3 separate regions of the Zea mays genome follow, and all the other regions are linked to region 2. The links are chromatin contacts, called in public Hi-C maps. All regions are on one chromosome and are shown on one strand. The core of a region is the stretch at or near the end of the contact, and the rest is flanking DNA. Distances in the headings are between cores, read along the strand shown.

What was found. A called contact is a pair of places that touch in the nucleus more often than the background predicts.
Region 1: a Hi-C map of leaf shows a contact between it and region 2, with 6 times the contacts expected there. The contact joins the promoter of LOC100383860 here to the promoter of LOC100278565 in region 2. A contact is called at or near these places in 10 of 25 Hi-C or Micro-C datasets (bundle sheath, ear, endosperm and 4 more) and 2 of 3 datasets of contacts at active chromatin or transcription factors (leaf and seedling).
Region 3: a contact with region 2 is called in a Hi-C map of ear, with 2.0 times the contacts expected there. The contact joins the promoter of LOC100193420 here to the promoter of LOC100278565 in region 2. A contact is called at or near these places in 2 of 25 Hi-C or Micro-C datasets (ear and tassel) and 1 of 3 datasets of contacts at active chromatin or transcription factors (leaf).

The regions. Positions count from the first base shown.
Region 1 is chr1:1,001,352-1,005,196 of Zm-B73-REFERENCE-NAM-5.0, forward strand. It overlaps LOC100383860, which reads left to right and starts at 1,555. Exons shown (of 19, transcript NM_001362173.1): 1 at 1,555-2,112; 2 at 2,225-2,344; 3 at 2,464-2,580; 4 at 2,685-2,822; 5 at 2,898-3,032; 6 at 3,141-3,320; 7 at 3,487-3,693; 8 at 3,780-3,845. The coding sequence starts at 2,053.
Region 2 is chr1:705,869-709,611 of Zm-B73-REFERENCE-NAM-5.0, forward strand. It overlaps LOC100278565, which reads right to left and starts at 2,092. Exons shown (of 34, transcript NM_001350000.1): 1 at 1,823-2,092; 2 at 1,659-1,743; 3 at 1,467-1,573; 4 at 901-1,367; 5 at 613-820; 6 at 163-492. The coding sequence starts at 1,990.
Region 3 is chr1:1,020,702-1,024,651 of Zm-B73-REFERENCE-NAM-5.0, forward strand. LOC100193420 reads left to right here and starts at 1,799. Exons shown (of 12, transcript NM_001245917.1): 1 at 1,799-1,979; 2 at 2,089-2,173; 3 at 2,275-2,326; 4 at 2,419-2,439; 5 at 2,517-2,570; 6 at 2,924-2,974; 7 at 3,134-3,196; 8 at 3,480-3,545; 9 at 3,656-3,694. The coding sequence starts at 1,889. It overlaps LOC100216975, which reads left to right. Exons shown (of 4, transcript NM_001143355.1): 4 at 1-122.

The DNA.
Region 1 (3,845 bases), core at 305-2,804, 290 kb after region 2:
GCTCCTAGGTCTCTTGGGGCTATAAAAGGGACCCCTAGGCGCATGGAGCACAAAACCAAGCATCCTTTGAACATCCTAAGACATCGAGACAGTGTGATCACGCTAGAGCGTTGATAGATTGAGATTTGAGCAAGGGTTTGAGTTGTAATTCCGTCAGATTATTTCTTGTGCTCCTCTCTCGACTTGTGAGCGTGTGTTATTGTGATTTTTGTCTCTTGTGTGTGTTTCTACTCCACCTTACTCTTGAGTTTATTTGAGATCAAATTGTGTAAGGCGTGAGAGACTCCAAATTGTGAAGATTCCTCACAATGGGGTAAACTGAGATAAGAAAGAAAACCGTGGTATTTAAGTTGATATTTGGATCACTTGTGAGGGGTTGAGTGCAACCCTCGTCCATTGGGACGCCACAACGTGAAGTAGGCAAGCCTTTTACACTTGACCGAACCACGGGATAAAAATCATCGTGTCACCTATCTGTTTCACTTTACCACGATTCTATTCTTTCTAGCACGCCTCTTCACTTATAATATTGCTCTAAGTTTAACACCCATTATGTGAGAGCAATTAAGTGAAGAAGTTCTTTCTTCTCTCGCTTTTTATCCGAACTTAGTTTTGATTTTACTAATCCACTTTAGACCAGGTTTGTTTTTGTTGAGCTGTTTTTACAGGATTACATATTCACCCCCTCTAGGTACTCTCACAACCATGTTGGATCCAACGTATGTGGTAAGTAGAAGGCCAACACGCCAAAGTCTCCTACCAAATTTTATCGGTGGTACACTTCTGTACCCTCGACTCATTAATTATATTTAATACTCGAAGTGACATTCAAACATCCGAAGACTAAAATTTAGTTCGAGCAACCAAACATCCCTTAGGCCATTTCAAGCAACCTTACTTATCCAATCTTCTATTTCAAAGTTCACTATGTAAACAGTACAATACAATCTACAAGGCGACATTTTTTTCACGGTCATATGCACGATCTGCTTGCTAAAACCTTAGTATATTAATCACAAAAGTAATAATATATTTGAACTAGTTGGTCCTACAAGAGTATTGTCTAAAATTATCTTACAATTTAATAAAATATTGGAGAAGTGTATATATCTTTGTAATATGGTTAGAGAGCAAATTAGTTAAATTAATGATCAAAATGACTATTAAGGGCACATACAGACACAGTGTATGTACCAGTCGTATTTATTCAAGCCTTTTTTACGAAAACACCTCCGTTTGTTTCGTCGTCTGATGAAGCGATGAGCACGGGCTCGTGCTCACAACTAGCAGCACCACCAGAAGCCACGGTTGTCCAGGTCAATATTATAAGTGATATATAATGACAGTTTGTGTTATCCTTCACAAATTTTAAACTATGTAGACAATATAAATAGACAAACCACTATATAATATGTTTGTTTGTGTTGTCTATATACGTTTTCTAATATATATACAGACATCAATTGTTTGTGGGCTGTAAACACAGCAGTCAGCTAAGTGTGGCGGTGATGATTGCGATGACGATTATTAATCCATTGCCAGCCGGTTCGTTGACCGCCACGTCACCGTCGTCGTCTTCCTTGCGTCCGTCCGTCCGTCCTCTCCATCAATTGCAATTGGTTGGAAGGTTGGAGAGATTTGATTTGCTGGTTGTACTACTGTCGAACCCCAGCCCGTCCGTACCCTACGCATCTTCCTCTCCCATCCATCCACTCTTTGCTTCATCGATCCCCACTGCTGTGCTGTGCTGTGCTGCGTAGCTTATCCGAGGGGACAGGTGAGGGAGTCGAGGGGGACGGCGCATGAAAGAAAGAGACCGAGGGGGAGGCGGCGAGAGCGAGAAGGCACCGCCGACGGCGAGACCTAGGATGCAGACAAGGCCAAATCCACATCGATGGAGCCAAGCCCGATGGCCGTTGGTGTTGGCGGCCCAAAGAGGAGGTGGACGCGCAGTCGGAGGCGGAGGTGCGTATGCCCATCGTCGCCATCTAGCTGCGCCTCCTTATATGCCCCTCCGGCTCCGATTAGCTTACCTCCATCGATCTCCCCACCATGGACGCCAACGCCAATGCCCTCGGCATGGACGCTATCACCAACGAAACCGTCGACCTGGTTCGTTTCACTTCGCACAGCTCCGTTCCATTCCCACTCCTTTAATTTGCTTTTCAAAGTTCAAATTTACTACCGATGGCGATGATGGTACCAATGTCATTCGCCGTCACAGGAGCATGTCCCTGTGGAGGAGGTCTTCGAGCATCTCAAATGCACCCGCGACGGCCTAACCTCCGCCGCTGCCCAGGATAGGATCGACGCCTTTGGCTACAACAAGCTGGAAGAGAAGCAGGTGCCTAGCTGCTCTGCTAACATGACATGGCATCCGTCTAGCTAGTCAACCTTCTTTCGTTCACTTAGACTGACACCACCGCTGACCAACTAATCAGTAGTCACTAATTCACTATGCAGGAAAGCAAAGTGCTCAAGTTCCTGGGCTTCATGTGGAACCCCCTTTCCTGGGTCATGGAGGCAGCAGCCATAATGGCTATCGCCCTTGCTCATGGCGGCAGAGATGTTAGGGGAAAGGTAATCATCCATCCCACACACTCATTCACCAGACACAGACAATTCACAGTCCCTCTTTCCCCACTATGCATCCTAAGTAATCATCTATATCTATCTTCACGCAGCCAATGGGGATAGACTACCATGACTTTGTCGGAATTATGTTACTGCTCATTATCAATTCCACCATTAGCTTCATAGAGGAAAACAATGCCGGGAATGCTGCTGCTGCGCTTATGGCCCGCCTCGCACCAAAATCCAAGGTAAGCCCCACACCCTACTTACCACTCCTTTTTCTTCTCAATACTGCTTTTCATCATGTTACACTCATTTTCTAGGTTTTACGTGATGGAACCTGGAGTGAAATGGACGCATCTTTGTTGGTGCCCGGTGACATAATCAGCATTAAACTTGGAGACATCATTCCGGCAGATGCGCGTCTTCTCGAGGGAGATCCGCTGAAAATTGACCAGGTCTTTCTTGTGTCTCAATCATAGTGTTCTTGGTAGAGCGGAAAAAAAAATATTCTGATATGAAAATTACATGAGACACTAAAACACATAAGGGATTATACTTTGCAGTCTGCACTTACGGGAGAATCGCTACCTGTAACCAAACAACCTGGTGACGGGATCTACTCTGGTTCAACCTGTAAGCAAGGTGAAATAGAAGCAGTTGTTATTGCCACTGGAATCCATACTTTCTTCGGAAAAGCAGCTCATCTGGTTGAGTCAACCACTCATGTTGGCCACTTTCAGAAGGTTAGTCTTCAGCAACCAGTGTCTCTTTTCTTAGTCTCATCTTATTTCTACCATACCTCTTGAAAACTTATATTTCACCTGATCTACATGGTTCAGTTCTATTTTGCAATCTATTATTTTGTTGCTGAATCTGCGATCTTGGTTGCATTTAATGGATGTCTTTCAGGTTCTCACATCAATTGGAAACTTCTGCATTTGCTCAATTGCTGCTGGAATGACTATTGAGTTAATCGTGATGTACGCTATTCATGCAAGAGAATACCGTCAGATTGTTGATAACCTCCTAGTGCTTCTTATCGGAGGAATTCCAATTGCCATGCCCACGGTTCTCTCTGTCACTATGGCTATTGGATCACACAAACTAGCACAGCAGGTTCTGTCGGAATTCTCTGGTGGAAGAGTTTAACTAGGCAGCTATGTTCTTTGCTTTAGCCTTCCCCCCATTTTGGTGGTTTGCAGGGTGCCATTACCAAGAGGATGACTGCCATAGAAGAAATGGCTGGAATGGATGTCCTTTGCAGTGAC
Region 2 (3,743 bases), core at 842-3,341:
CGCAATGTAAGCTAAAATTGCCTGTATAAACAATTATTGTACTGATGTGCCATTTCCACTTGCCTACATAGCACTAAAGGTATTAAATCAAGGGCTAGTATCAATAAAAATAACATATTGTTCATAGCTTTTGATAAGAGAAACATGATGAAACCAACTAACATGGTGTGTCCAAGCTGCTTCAACTAAATGTGTGCCATACTCCTGGAGCATCTCATAGAGTAACAAAAAGACCTTCCACCGATCTTGACCATTTGAGCAATTTTCACCTGATTGGTCCATCTCTCCAACACCAAGGGACTTGGCTTCTTTGTTAGCCCACCTTTCCCTTTTTGTTTCCCCAGCATTTGCTTTGATTTGAGCAGGCAAAGCAGCTGGGCTCCTACTGGAAAAATGCTGGCAGCTATCATTTCCAGATGAAGAGGTAAAGATGCTAAGTGATATTGTCAAGACATAGAAGGCCTGTTTCCTTACTAAAGAATCCTTGTCAACCTGGTGTATAGAAAGGTACAGATGTCACTGCAACATAACAATGACCAGCAACGTTCTAGCACAAATTCCAAATTTGAGTACATGCAACTATGAAAAATGGTGCGCAGTGGAAAGGCTCACCAGTCCCCTGCGCAGTTCATCCCAGAATTCACTGACATTCTTAAGGTCAAATTCCTGGACAATGCCAACTCCCAAGACAGCGGCTTGATGTCCTGATTTCAGTGTTGAGAAGTATACAGAGAGTATTCTGTATGCATCAAGCCGCTCACCAGGCCCCAAAGGAAATAGAGAAATACAGGAATTCCATATACATTCTAGGAAACCAAACCTGCAGGCAAGAGATAACTTGAGTTGGAGCAATTTGAGTTAACAACTGCATAGTTGCCAAAGAAATGGACTCTAAGCAACCTCGATAGCTTATGCTGGACTGCACCAAACGATACAGTGACAGAAGAAACATCTGTAAGCGATATGAGTACAGGCTGAAGAAGGACCCGAGTGGCACAAGACCGATACTCTTGAGCATGTGTAAACATCTTGAGTACCAACTTGGCAAGGTCCCATGTCAAATTCTGAACCAATGCAGCTAGATCAGCAGCACCTTCCTGGGAGGTAGGTATAGTCCTTCGCCTCTCCAGCATGTCCACCAGCAATGATGCTAACACACTGCTTGAATTGGAGAGCGGTAGTAGGCATGAGAGAGTCTCCGCAGGAAAATCCGCTTCCATTATACTTTGGTAAAGTATAGAGTTGGCGTCTGCGGCGGACAAACCCATGGCAACAACAGATGACCGAATGCAGAATGATACTATTGTAGCTCCAAGCAGGTCCCAGCATCCAGTGTCAGAGACTGCATTGCACATCATCTCGATTACCTGAGACACCAGGGCGAACCCAGGGTACATATATGCATACATAAGCAAATGGGGGGGGCTACACAAGGCAAAATAAGTTAAGTGGGGAGGAGCAGGCACCAGGTCAAAGTGGGCAGGATGAGTGGGTTCAATGATATCCTGGAGCAAGGGCAGGAAGACCCTCCACAGCAGCAAGCGCAGAGCCTCCCTAACCTTAGGGGGGCTGTCTGAAAGCCGAAACAAAGCGATAAATTAGGCATTGTGGTTAACCAGAGAGGAAGAGGATGCAAGGGACTAGTGAGGGGTTGCGACCGAGTTGCGCGAGCAAATGGCGGAGCGCCGCGGCGTGGCAGATGGCGGCATGACGGTCAGACTGGGCTTGGAGACCCTGCTCCCGCTGGGAAGAAGAGAGCAATCAACTGATGTTAGTTGAAGTGGAAGCGAAAGCAGCTGCAGCAAGCCAACAATCAAACAACCTGGGAGGGAGGAAAGGAACGGAGGAGCGCGTGGAAGAGTTGGGAAGGGGAGGACGAGGCGGAGGAAGCGAGGACGCAGTCGACAACCGCTGGGACGGCGTCAGCCGCGGAGAGGGCACGGAAGCAGCTCTCGAGTGCGGCGACCTCACGCTCGGGAGGAGACGCCATGGCGGCAGCGAAGCGAAGACCGGCGAAACCAAAAACCCTACTGATTTGCCCAACAACAACAACAGCAACAAAGAAGAGCGCGGGGGAGGCGGGGAAGTTTCTGGGCCGGGTTAGAGCCTGCGCAGCCCATAATCTGCTGCTCATTTTCTGCAAGTTTGCTTTGGCCAACGAGCACACGGTTCCACAAATTTTACCGGGCACAGGCACATCACAGGTGTCTATCGATTCCAGACAACAACATGCACACGGGCATTGGCATTCGTAGTGTACAACATTTGTTTTTTTAATCTCTACAGCCATTTTGCCATTATCATTTATAGGCTTCGACAATATGTCATCAGATTCACAAATAATAAACACAGATAATCCCACCAATCATAAACACGATATGGCATAATAATAGGAAGTCAAAACTGAGAGTAGCAAAATTACAAATTTCTCAATCTCTACTATCTATCTATCTCGTGCTCCTGCCTCCCCTCTGTGCGCAAACGCTCAGACAGCTTCACCTCGCGCAACTAATCGCTCGCAGATCGTTGCATTAGTCCATATGCAGTAGTTTACCTAAAGTTTACCCAAAAACAATGTTTTGCACAGTTCTGCACGGTAGATTGTACTATTCGCAGAGTGGAGTTTGAATATAGATATGAGTATAGGTAAGCTGCTGGAGATAGTCTTAGATTCGGAGCTTGCCTCGCCTCTCCTGTGATTTCTCTCGTGCTTCTTTTATTCTACATTCTCTTCGACATCGTCGTCGCCGTTCCCTACGGTAGACGTGGAGGTCGTTGCGCGATCGATTCACCCTCTGATTATGAATCGCGTCTGATCCAATCGTCCACGGACGTGTGACGCCCCTCCTTTCTGTAGCAGTCCCTCCGTGTTGCCGCCGCCGGCGGGATGGCTTCGCCAGCGGCATACCCCGGTCGAGCAGAAGTCTCGGAAGATCAAGACCCTCCTTAAGCAGTACGCCCTGTTCCCCTCTCCACCCCTCTCTAGGGATGACAGCGGGTCGGATTTTGTTCGGGTTGTTGGAACTTACTCTTCCGAGCAAGATGATCCAACGGGGGAGTGAAAGTAATGCAAATGAGGTTTTAGCTCAGGAAGGCAATTGCTCTGTTCATCTCGCCTCTCAAGGGCACTGTGCGAGGGTATTTATAGGTGCCTGAGTGCCCAGCGTCTTGGATTAAGGACGCATGTGCACTCACGCGCCCAGGTTATCCCCAGAATATTCCTATAAAGCAGGGTTACAGACTGTAATTACAGAGAAGCCTTTACAAATTAGGCTCGTAATGCGCAGCGGCCACGCGGGGCCTGTTACAATGGGCCGAATTGCACGTGGGCCTTCGTGTTGGACAAGGGCGTGGGATGGGGCGACCTCGTCGTAGGCCTTCGTCCTACGGTGTGTTGGACGAAGGGTGGAGACTGCTAGTCGTTTTGCCTCTGTTGGTGCAGCGAGAATGGCGAAGGCATCGAGCGAAGGGTAGCGTCTTCGCCTTCGCCCCAACATTTGCCCTCCGAGGGACCAGTTCGACTAAGTCATCTGGTGCCGAAGGCGTCGCTAGATGGTGGAGACGCTGCCCTCGCTCAAAGTGGTTCCGCGGGGGTTTTTGATATGACCGTTGATTGACGCCGCACTGTTGGATTGCGGGTTTCCCGAAGCGTCGTGTCCTATGTATAAAAGGGGGTGGGGGCGGCGCAGGTTGAAATTTACCTTTCCGCGCGCCGCGAAAACCCTAACCTCCTTTTCAAACTG
Region 3 (3,950 bases), core at 549-3,048, 310 kb after region 2:
TGAGTAAGTAGAGGGTTTGGCTAGTCATCTCACGTGACCTTTCCTTTGAAACGATGATGGTGTGTATAAGTGATTTCTTCTGTACAAAAATTATTGACAGAGTTTGAAATGGTTTTCCAGATATATTATTTGTGATCTGAACTCAGGCATGGACTCGCACGTAACCTATCCTCTACTGGAGCGAATACCGTTCCCGTTCAGTAACACACACATAGTTTAAAAAGCCATTTATTTATGCATGCCGCTGATTTCAGCTATCAATTACAATACAAGCTATATTACGTAAGATAGTGTTTAAAAGTTATGAATAGATAGTTTGGCTTTACACGTGGATGATAATCCAGAAAACCTTTTTCTGGATTTTAGGCTGTTCGTAACCCCTACAACAATGATCCGTATCAGCTCCGGTAAATTTAGCGGAGGCCTCCGGACGGTTTCTCCATCGCCCGCTATCGCGTCGCCTTTGACTTTTCTCCGACGGTAAATTTATTCGTCACGCCGTCGGCCGCATATAGGACTGTCTACGGATCTGAGTGAGCATCTCTCGGGCGGAATCGCCGAGCCGACGCAGCTTCGCCACCAGCTCCGCGGCGTTCGACGCCGGGCACCGCCGTGCGCACGGCAGCGAACTTCCTCTGCTCGCACTGATGCTGCCGCTACACATCCTCCTGCGCTCCTTCGACGAACCGCTCGAACCACCATGGTGGCCGCGGCGTTCGACGTCGGCCACCACCGTGCGCAGGGCGGCGACTGCCCGTGCTCCACCTTCGGCCCAGCGGACACTGGCAGACAACGACGACATCACGCCCTTCTATGTTGTTGCCTCCTCCGGCGGACGTACTCCTGCGCTCCTTCTCCGACGAACCATGGCGCTCGACCACCGATATGAAGACAACAACTCTCCTGTTCGACGAAATGTCTCCAAAGCAAAATAGAGATCAACTATGTTTTTTTTGTCCAATAAGAGTTTATGTTACAAAACATACTTAGATAGCATTTTCTTCGGAAAAGAAATATTACCAATGTCGATTACATAATGTAATTATTTTCACCAGTCCATAATTCAATTTCGATTGCGTGTTCGATAAGGAAAATATTTACAGTACAAATGTCTGGTAACTTATTTGGCTAAATATGAAGAAGAGTAATTTCACCATAAAATGAATATATATTATGTAGCATATTTTAATTTCGTAATATACGAACAATTTTGTAGAAACGATGTATATTGTAAAATCAGGTACATAGGACCGATTTTAGGGGATAATGCTGGAAATGAAGAAGATATAGAGAACAAAATCTTTTAGAGTGTGTCGTAAAAGACAAAATATTTTTTTATGGAACGAAATTTAGAGAACATTGTTGAGATAGGGTCGAAAACGAGCCGAGCTGCTCGGCTCGTCTACTCACCGAGCTGTAAAAGGAGGCTCGACTCGCGAGCTGCACCTTGAAACTAATATTGCATTATATAGTGAATTAATAGTCTATAAATGTAAAATAAATAATCATAACACAACATTATAAATAATCTAAATTATACTTGTTATATATCCATCATTAAAGACTAAAAACAAGTCAAATATCTATAAAATTATTCAATATTCATCATTATTATATAGGTTGATTAATTTTGTGCAGCTCGCGAGCCAAAGCGGCTCGGCTGCTCGTTGATTCAACAAGCTCGAAAATCTGACTCGCGAGGATAGCTTGACGGCCACTGACACGTGGACCCACCTACCTCCTCGTGTTGTTCTCCGTCTCCCTTGCCGCGTGTCGTCTTCCCTTGGGGAAAGGAAAAGGGGAAGTTCTCGCCAGCGTGCTGCCTTGCAAGCTGCTAACTAGAATAGGAATCCGACGTCGCCCCCGCCCCCCCCTGTGAAAATTCGTGATGCGGAGAACAGCTACCGCCGCCCTCGTCCTCGTCCCCCTCCTCGCTGCGGCGGTACAGACCTCCGCCCTGCCTTTCATCGTCCTGCACGGTAGGATTCTCCTCTCCTCTCCTCTCCCAGGCAGCAACAAGCTGGATAATAGTGGATATTATATGATTCTATCTATCCTGCTGACGGATTGAAACTGGAACCGTGGCAGGGATTGGGGACCAGTGCGTCAACCATGGCGTTGCCAAGTTCACTAAACTTCTCGCCGATTGGTCCGGCTCCGACGGCTACTGCCTGTACTCGCCAACTCCATCTCCTCATCCTCATCCCGTTACCTGGCCGCTCTGATTGCCGCCATCCTTGCTCTATTATGGAATAACTGCTTTGCTTTCCCCAGAGAGATTGGCAGAGGAACATGGGACTCTTGGGTCATGCCTCTTCAACAACAGGTCTTCATCGATCCTCTACACATTCTTTTCATCCTTGTTATAAATTAAATGTTCATAGGTTGGTTCAGTAACACATTTGATCATGTCCGCAGGCTGATATAATCTGCAACAAGGTCACCACCCCAACCGATTTGCGCTGTTTGATGAGTTGTTCAAAACTACACTCTGCCACTTTTGATTTTTTTTCCAGGTCAAGGAAATGAAACAACTGAGAGGTGGCTACAACATAGTTGGTCTGTCTCAGGTATGCTCATGTGCTGCTGTCCTGTTCACGGTTTTTAAGTACCCAAGCTATCTCATATGACCTCTACTACTACATCCTCTTGTTGTCCTTTGCCATAGTCTTAAAAATGCAGGCTGTTTTTTCATGCTCGTAGGAATTTCGCTACCTTCATTCTGCTGTGCTTCGTTTTGCTTTACATATTACAATAACTCTTTGAGATACTTCCTCTGTTCACCGAAGAGGGAGGGAGGGAGGGAGGGAATGATTTATTAGCTAAACCTTTATTACTTTTTTTTTGTTTAATTTGTTCTGTAGTTGATGCAGGTCATGCAGCTACTATACTAAAACCCTGCCTCATCTTTGTGTCCTCATAGGGGAACTTGATTGGTCGAGCAGTGGTTGAGTACTGTGATGATGGACCGCCGGTGAGTTTTCCTAAATTAGAAATATCAAATTAGTAATAAACTACCAACCCAATATATGTAATCTTGGCCAGCTGGGATGGTTCTTAGTCTGTCTTGTATGCACTTTAATTGGTACTGGTTTTCTATGCAATAAGTTATGATCCAGATCGCACCTGGCAGGTCAAGAATTTCATCTCTCTAGGAGGTCCTCATGCTGGTACCGCTTCAGTGCCTCTTTGTGGTGTAAGTTAATCTCATCAGTCATTATTTCCAATCACTATGTGGTTTTTTAATGCCATGTTTTGACTAATAATTCGATGATATGGTGACAAGTTTGTGTAGTATAATAGATGGTTAAATATGCTTTCATGCATTTGTTTGATGACTTATACACTTAGTAAAAATTAAGGAAAATATATTGGCTGAGACTAACACCATTATTGTTTAAATGTACTTGTCTTTTAACATCCGCATATTCTATGGCAGCCTGTATGATTCAGTTGATATCTGTATATTATATATGCAGTCTGGATTTTTTTGCATTATTGTTGATGCTCTGATCAAATTGGAGATCTACTCAGACTATGTGCAGGTTTGAATGCATTGGCTTAAATCGAACTTGATTTTTTTGTCATGGTAAACACTTTATTATTTTTTTTTAAAAAAAAATCACGCGATAACTTGAGGCATGGTGAATTACAGGAACATCTTGCACCTAGTGGCTACCTCAAAATCCCAACTGTGAGTATAACGAGGAATGCACCTTTTATGTAGTTTCGTTGACATGACATGCTACTCTATTATTCTTATGGATGTACTTTTGAGTTTGCTTATCATACTGGTCAGTATACTGGTAATGCATACTTTACAGGCCATAGTAATCACATTTGTAGGTTGTTCTCAATGGTAGAGGTGGCTCGAGGATAACCTGGTGTTTAGCTAATCAGTTTCGATGTACCAATGATGATGCTTACAAATGCTTAGCTTCATAGTGCTG